Linked DNA regions of Hordeum vulgare: region 2 is linked to region 1. Evidence: chromatin contacts called from public Hi-C data. All regions are on one chromosome and are shown on one strand. The core of a region is the stretch at or near the end of the contact, and the rest is flanking DNA. Distances in the headings are between cores, read along the strand shown.

The links. A called contact is a pair of places that touch in the nucleus more often than the background predicts.
Region 2: a contact with region 1 is called in a Hi-C map of seedling, with 4 times the contacts expected there. The contact joins the promoter of LOC123426999 here to the promoter of LOC123426997 in region 1. A contact is called at or near these places in 5 of 6 Hi-C or Micro-C datasets (leaf and seedling) and 1 of 1 datasets of contacts at active chromatin or transcription factors (embryo).

Annotation. Positions count from the first base shown.
Region 1 is chr2H:525,119,363-525,123,540 of MorexV3_pseudomolecules_assembly, reverse strand. It overlaps LOC123426997 (copper methylamine oxidase-like), which reads left to right and starts at 2,848. Exons shown (of 12, transcript XM_045110921.1): 1 at 2,848-3,402. The coding sequence starts at 3,198.
Region 2 is chr2H:525,432,409-525,436,703 of MorexV3_pseudomolecules_assembly, reverse strand. LOC123426999 (ribonuclease H2 subunit B) reads right to left here and starts at 1,531. Exons shown (of 13, transcript XM_045110927.1): 1 at 1,256-1,531; 2 at 782-1,131.

The DNA.
Region 1 (4,178 bases), core at 1,599-4,098:
TTACCTTTTTTTACAAAAAATGGCATTCGGTCTGTCCGAAGTAACCTAGGGCCTGCACCGGGTGTCCCCTGACAAATTTTCTGACATCCATTCGGTGTGTCCGAAGTAAGTGTACAACTTTTGTCCTGACCTTGTTTTCGCTCTACAGGTTGCATACGACCTCGGATTAAGATGATTTTTATATCAAAATCAACCGATTCGACGAGACGAAGATTACTCATGTTGATAATTTTTCATTTAAGGCCGTATTAATTGTGTTTTGTGCCCCTAACACTCTTCGGCCAACGGGAGGCCAACGACCCCCTCTTCGGTCGCCTGCAGGCCAACTTCAGCCTCCCGCCGGCCGACGGGCCCCTCTTCGGCCCACCAGAGGCCGACGGCGTGCTATTTTTGATATATTTTTTTAAAATTTCAATATACGCTTTTCGAATTTGATACAAAATACATAATGCTTTTTAAAAAAATCGCAAAGTTAGATAAAATACACCGGCGATGCATTTAGACAGACCAAAAGCGAAAGTTTTTTAGGATGCAATCACGCGTTAAGCCGCCTCGTTCTTTTAGGTCCAAACAGATAGATCCAAATAATTTGGGAGTATATGTTGGAGTTGGCCTTACTCATCGTTTAGTAGTAAGACACCAAGTTCTGTTTGATATCTATCTCTTCATGTGTTTTAGCCAAGTGAGTGAGTAAACCCTTTCAAAGATGTTACAAGTCAGTCTCCCGTTAAATATTTAATGAATAAAATGTACTCATTAATGTTTAAAATGTATTATATTAAGCTTGTCATCGTGAAGAGTACCATATAATAATATTATGGATATGATATTATTGTATGATACTACCTTCATTGTGTATAGTAACATAAAGTAATATCATGGATGTTCTTATTTATTGACATGCATGATACATAATAGCATAGCATTTAACATGTTACAGTATCTAACAATGTTACTTTAATCTTCTCTTTTCTTTAATTGTCTGCAACATCAGCATATTTGCTAGTCCCAAATATATAATATTACCTTAGTTACTCTCATTATGGTCAGCCTTATGCGACTCAGGGAGTAGTGAACATGTGGCTTTGTTTGACAAGTCAAAGGGAATGGCGTGGTAGGTAAGGTGTACAGTCACTATAAGTAGAAACTTGAACTGAAAATCCTGTCCCACGGTATGTTGATTTCCTTGGACCATATGATGCAATCTTGGGTATATATAGCCGGTCCAGTCCAAAACAAGCATTGCAGAAGCTTCGAGATGGTAGTCAGTACTTACTCCCTAAAAGGCTAATGACAAATTGAGTTTTTCTTCTAGCCAGTAGCTAGCGCAATAACTCAACTTGATTATTCCCTAAAATCTCAACTTAATCAAGGTGTTGGTGGCGAGCAGGAGCACCAAGAATGGCTATATTATTGATTACTAATAAGCTTTCGGCATCGGTGAGATGAGAATGCAACGGGATTCCACCCGCACACTACATTTTCCTTTTATCAAAGTACAAGCACAAACGCACATACACACCGATGACATACGCTCATCTTTATGAACGTAGTTTTTTTTTTCTTTGACGAAACACGCGCTATATTCGTTGAGCACAAGGATGATAAGTCGGTCTTCAGCTCCCGATCGGTCGATCGATCCTTGTCACGGAGCATGCGTGCTCCATCGGTGCTCTCACTCTCACGGCTCACGTACTCACACGTCCTCGCACGTACTTAGCGTGCCACCACCAGCAAACTTTTGTACTGTAATCATCAAGCGCGATAGAAAAGATTCGCCAACCTTTTAAGTAGTACACGCATGCACGCAGACGCAGTACTGCCCGCCCTGCTTTGCCATGCTGCGATATTCCTCCCACGGTACATGCCAATCAGGAGGGACAAAAGTGCTTTCCTGCCGCAAGAATATCAGCAGTGCAAGTTGCCTTTAAAAAAAAAAAGAATGCGCGCACAAAATAGACCAGCTGCTAAGCACCGGTGTCAATCATTCGCCTAAACAAATCGAGTTATCCCCGTGTCATGTCCACTCGATTTCTTGGTGAAATCGTTAACACGATCCGCAACTTGATGGTGTACGCCCCACGCAATGCACGCACTTTAACTTTAGTACGTAGCACTAGTACACTACTGTACATCTTACAACTATCAAAAAATATCCCAAAAAAAAAAGAACTATCGAAATATATACCTCGAAGACAGCGGGAAAAGCTTAATTGAATGGATCGATGAGCGGAGATTGTAGAATATTTGCCACCGCGTATCCACCAAGTGTTAATTTCATTCACCATCTTAGATGTACACCAGTGAGCCTTTTTTTTGCGCGTGTGTGTGTGTGTTTAGATCACACCAGTGAGCGAGTTATTCTGGAATGGTATACAGAACATCGAAATAAATTTTGACTCTAAATGGACACAATCACCTAATTGGCGTTTCCTTGCACCCGTGATCACCATATGAATTTCAGTAACGGGAAAGGTCTGACCATAATTAATCATCTAATCAATGTATAGCCATACACAGTAAGCATTATTATGGGACAGCAGGCGGGTGGAGTTAGCAGCATACTAGTGCGCTACCTTTTAAAAAAAACAAAAACAAAATAGCAATGCACTCACTGCCATACTTTTATCGTTCATTCCATTTCCATAGAGTGATAGACATCTCAACAATGTTTTCTCTCCCTAACGGCCATCGCCGGTGCGATCGTCAGGGGTACGGTTACGTGTGCATCTAGCCGAGCGAATAAGCCGGAAGTATCCTGAATCCAGGGCAGCCCAGCCCACCCACCCAGCTCGCCCGCCCGGTCACCTTTCCCCTCGCCTTTTATAAATGCACGTGATCCCTCCGTCGCCTCGCTCTACAGAACACCCGACGCCCCTCTCTCCGCTCCTCTCCTCTCCCCACCGCCACCACCACTCCGGTCCGGTGTTCGCTAGCCGCAGCCTCCACCGGGCGCACGATCCTCTCCGCTCCTCGATCGGCTCTCTCGCGGACGGAGGGAACGGGCTCGCGAAACCCTGGCCCGATCCCGTAGAACCCCCCCTAGACGCGGAGGCCCTGACGCGGGGGAGTGAGAGCGGGGGGAGGACGAAGGCGCGGGGAGGCGGAGGCCTGTGCTGTATGTCAGATCGTGGGATCCGGCGAGGCGGAGACGGCGGAGGAGACTACGGACACGGTCAGCTCGCGAACCCGCTCCAATGGCCTCAGCTCAGGAAAAGGCGGCGCTCTGCTGCGGCGGCCCCGCGCGCGATGCCCCCAGGGCGGCCATCGCCGCGCCCGCGCCCGGGAAGGTCTCCATGTCCGGCGCTGGTGACCGCGTCGTCTCCGCTGCCGGGGGCGGCGCCGTGATGGACGACATCGCGTCCGCGGCCCAGCCCACCACCGCCAAGGCCTCCTCTAAAGGTATACTAATACTATATGGGGAACTCGCCGATCGCCACCTCCCCTTTTCCTCTCTCTCTCTCTCTCTCTCTCTCTCTCGCGCGCGCGCTACCTCCCACTCCCTCGATCGAGTTGGATCATGGATAATATTGGCCGTCCGCGACTCGATCGCGAGGGACGAGGGGTGCATGTGATTGATTTTGTGTAAGCGGGTGCGTTTGATTGGGTCATGGGAAATGGGTGCCGTGCGGCGCGTGGATGGCCAAAGCTGGGTAAGGCACGTGACGGTGTTTGTGTTGATCACGATTTTTCGTGCGGTCATACGCGACTGTGGGGAATGCAACCCAGTAGCATGGTGGGATCTGTGTACAGTGCGTACCTCTCCACTTCCCGTTTGCATGCAAGAACAAAGATGCAGACGGATCAGCCAATTATTCATTGTTCTGCTAGGACCAGATACGAGATGCAGGAATTAAATTCAAAATGAGATTCATACATTTCGCATGGTCCTGGCATGTATTCAAGCGGAGTATGCAGATCACCAAGCAGATGGTTTTGTAGCAGGGGCATTGTGCATCAGCATCCGATTAGATCTTTTAGTGACACTAATCCACCATATCAACAATTTTTTTGTGGCTTACACTATCTTATCTAGGTAAATTGATAATTGAACAGTTGGGGCATGACGTGCTGTTGCCTGCCTACTGTTATTCTGGCTTTTGTGCTCTAAATAATTGTTGGCTGCTTGAACTTTTTCTTTGATCACTAGTAGCAGTGATCATTTTGTTTTCCCCACA
Region 2 (4,295 bases), core at 282-2,781, 310 kb before region 1:
TTCTGTTGTTTGGTTGTACAAGAAAATGCAAGCTTGAATCCAGCAGTTGCAAATTCCAATCCTTGCTTGGGTGTACACAGTGGTGAACTGGTGAATTGCTGCTTCTCAGCAGTTTGAACATTAGAGTGATGTACATCTTTTATATGCCCACAGTAAATCACAAAATATGCTTACGTTTAATGACTATACAGTACTTTACAATTAAAAACGTGAAAATATTGTCATTTTCATAATATTCTGAAAAATGTAGAAAACAGCAAGAAGTACTACTAGTTGTTAGGAGGCCAAGAGGGGTTAGGGTTTAGAAATCCCAAATCGAATGATTTGGAATAGATAGTGAGAAATTTGAGTCGTAAGTAGGAAGATGTAGGTGCACTTTTAGGTCGAGGAGACAGGAGTGGGCGCGCCGCGGGAGATCGAAGCAGTATGGAGCCGGCGTGGCCAATTTCCGCAAAAACGGAGGCCGCAGGCTCGGCATCGTAGGAGGGACGCGCAAGTGAAATGGAATTTGCCAAACAGCGCTGTCCAGGGGACTTCAATTTCAGTTCGCTGATTCCATGCCTGAATGCTGAGATCCAAACGGGGTTAAAAATGGACTGCTGGGAGTGAAGAACACCGGCGACGAAGATCACGTGGCGTTGGTGGCGCCGGACACCGGATTGACAGGGCGGGATCTAGAGGTAGTAGTAATCTTCACGCCGTGAAAGTTAAGCTCCAGCTGCACTTAGCCAGACCACACAAATCGCAAATACCAGTGCCAAGCGGGCGGTGCAACGCATACCTGGGAGGCCGGGAAGGTCGCCGGGGGCACCGCCTCTGCGTCGCGCCGGCAGGAGAGGCGAAAGGGGGAGCGAAGCGGAGGGAGGGGATGGACGCACGGCGCGGTAGGGTTCCTTTTGGCGCCACGCCGTCCCGCGTCTCCACTTTTCGGTGTTGCCCTGAGCCCCTGATCTGTCAATTCGGCCCACCTGCCCTTCGCAAGCCCATAATAAGGCCCAGCGTTCGAAGGCACCGTACAGAGTCCGAGGCCCACCTTGGCACTGACGCCGCTGGTCGGCGGCCTTGCTTGGTTTGACGGAGCTGGAACTCCCGGTGCAACCGCGCCCCGCGCTTGGATCGAGCACGGCGCCTCTAGCGATTTGAATCCCCAGCCCATATCAACACACCATATCAACACATCCATATCATCACAATACCAAATCAGATGAGGGTGCTGGAGAAAATCCAATACAAAAACTTCACACGAGCTGCTCACCTTGATGCCTCACGGCCAGGACGAGGGGATTGGGAACGGAGGTGGGGCGTCGGCGGAGGCGGTCGTCGGAGGGGCCAGAGGGGACCGGTCGACAGGAGGGAGGGGGCGTCGGCGGAGTGGCCTGCCCGTGGGGAGGGAGGGGCGTCGGCGGAGTAGGTCGCCCGCGAGGAGGGAGGGGACCGGCCGGGGGAGGGGCGACGGGGCGAGGTGGCGGTGGCGGCGGGGGGTGGCGGCTTGTGAACCCTAGAGCACAGAGACGAGAGTGAGCCTGCTGCTCGCGCGAGGTCGAGTGCGGGAGCGAGAGCGCGTCGTTGACCCCGTTTTTTTCCTTGACCACTCGGTGGCAGTTTTGTTGTAATACCATCAAACAAGAGGCACATTTTGGTATACCCCTTCGGTTCACTTGCGGGAAGCCGCGAGAAGCTGGTTTCATCGAGCTTTTTTCCATTGCACTAGTACAGGTGAAAATAAGCTAAGCCAGCTTTTTTAAAACGAGTTTTTTTCAGCTTCTGACTTATTTTGACAATAAGCTGTAAAAAGCTATAAAAGAACTGGCCCTAAGATTGGCTTCCCCTCTTGTATTATGTACTTATTTTAAATAGAAAAGATGGACTGTTCGATTTTGAACTATTTTAAAAGTTCACTTTCTCGAGTACTTGGTGTCGTGACCGTGGTGTGTGTGTATTTCTGCTCTAATTTAAACCTATGTACACTCGTGGTTTGATGATTTGCTTTATATATAAAACGGGACGAAAGCCTTTTTCGATAAAAGTTCACTTTTCAACCTTGAACTTTGCAACACCATTTTTAAACCTTGATCTCTTGGATCAGTTTACTGCAGCCCCTCCCACTTTTACACGCCAGCATTTGCCGTGTTGGCAACTTAACTAAAAAATAGAAAGTTTGTGAAATCAAGAAAAAATATTCAAGAGAGCAGGAAAATAATAATTTTAAAATATAATTGTTTGAAAAATAAATATTTGTAACTTATTATTAATATTGGAAAAAGAGTTCTCCAGATTAACAAGTGTCCTCCATGTGTTGCAACACTTGGGCTTCAGCCCAACAGTGGCGGGAGTGGGTATCTATACTCATGTCCTCGGCCTCCACTCACGTTCTGATCAACGGCAACCCAGTCCCATCCATTGCTCACTGTCAGGGCCTCCTTCAAGGTGACCCTGTTTCGCCGATGCTCTTCGTCTTGGTCATCGACACCATGAACTCGTTGTTGCAGCACGCTGTGGTGTCTGGCATCATCCGATGTCTCACGCAATGCCACGCTGCCTCCAGTGGGTCCCTGTTCCCAGACGACGTGGTTGTTTTCTCACACCCCGACACTTTTGAGCTCACCATGGTCGGCAAGCTCTTGGACCTCTTTGGGGACATCTCCGGCCTACGCACGAACTTCGCCAAGTGTTCGGTCGTGCCCATCCATTGCCCTTCCTCGGCCGTCGATGTCATCGATGCGACGCTCAACAACCCAGTTTCTTCATTCCCTATGAGCTACCTGGGCCTCCCCCTCTCCCTCTGAAAGGTTCCGCTCTCCCACCTGATGGCCCTGGTCGACAATCTAGTGAGCAAGCTTGCTACATGGAAAGCAGCGCTTCTCACGCATGGCGAGTGCTTGGCCCTGGTTCGACAAGTGTTGACTGTTATGCCCGTCCACATCCTCCTCGTCATGGCGCTCTCCCCTTCAATCCTCAAGAAGGCGAATAGAATCATCACAGACTTCCTTTGGCATGCCTTGTCAGCTGGTCGCGTGTCTGTCGCCAACTCAAGTTTGGAGGACTTGGCATCCAGTACCGTCACCGCACCGGGATTTCCCACCGAGTCCGCTGGCTTTGGCTACAGGCCACGGACCACACTCGCCCATGTCGCATCTTCAGCTACCTAACGACACCGAGGCATCTCAGTTCTTCCGGGCATCCACCACCTCGACTCTGAGTGACGACACTGCATGCCGCTTATGGGTAGACCCGTGTCCCGAGGGTAGCTCAATCTCCCTCTTGGCCCCTGCATTGGTTGCCCTCGTTCCGGCCAGAAAGCGGCGCACCCTCACAGTGGCCACGGATCTGCTTGACCGTACTTGGATCACTCACATACAAGGTCCACCGGGATCCGCGGCCATCCTCGAATACGTGGAGATCAGGCGCAAACTGCAGCGTGTGCCCTCTTCTTGTTATATCGCCTTCTTCACTGGATCCACGACGTCCGAGCACTCGCAGTTGGTGTGGCAGTCTGGATCACCTCTGTCTTTTAGGTTCTTCCTGTATTTGGCCTCCGTGAACCGCTGCTGGTTCGCCGATAGGCTCGCCTGCCGTGTCCTGCCGCATGAACCAGCATGTGTCCTCTGCTTGCTGGAGCCGGAAACTTTGTAGCATATCTTGGCGGGATGCATCTTCGCGCGTGTCATTTGGCATGAGATCCCTGCTTGGTGTAGCCCTAACACACCCCCGCTCGATGGTACCGTTGGGTACTTCGACTGGCTAACCGCCGCCCTTCTCACGTTGCTCGTCGCTAAACAACGTGGGCTCACGACCATTGTCGGCCTTGTAGCATGGACACTATGGTATCACCGCAACGCGATCATCTTTGATAAGATCCCCCCTCTACCCCCATTGTGGTTGCGACTGTCAAAGACGAAGCCCGGTCCTGGGCCACTGCCGGAGCCAAAGGACTTAGAAATCTTACCCATGTAATGTGAAATCGTGTAAGGGGTTGAGCAACCCAATCTCCCTTTGCTCGTACGATTGCCATGAACATACCTTCAAGTGGATGTGTTCGTGGCATCGGCCTCTTGTTTCACTCTTTCTGTCAATACAAAGATACGCTAACTAGGCGTATTTGCAAAAAAAACAATTGAATCCTTTTTCGGTTTGATCATGAGGAAAGTTTTGTAGGAATTTTTGGATTGACTATTATAAAATGCATGTCATCAGTGAACTATTGGATCCATTTTTTCCTATTGACTTTATACAAGTTCCGAACCGAAATTAAGGCTTCAAATTTTCCAAGAAATTCTGATCATTATTTTCAGTTT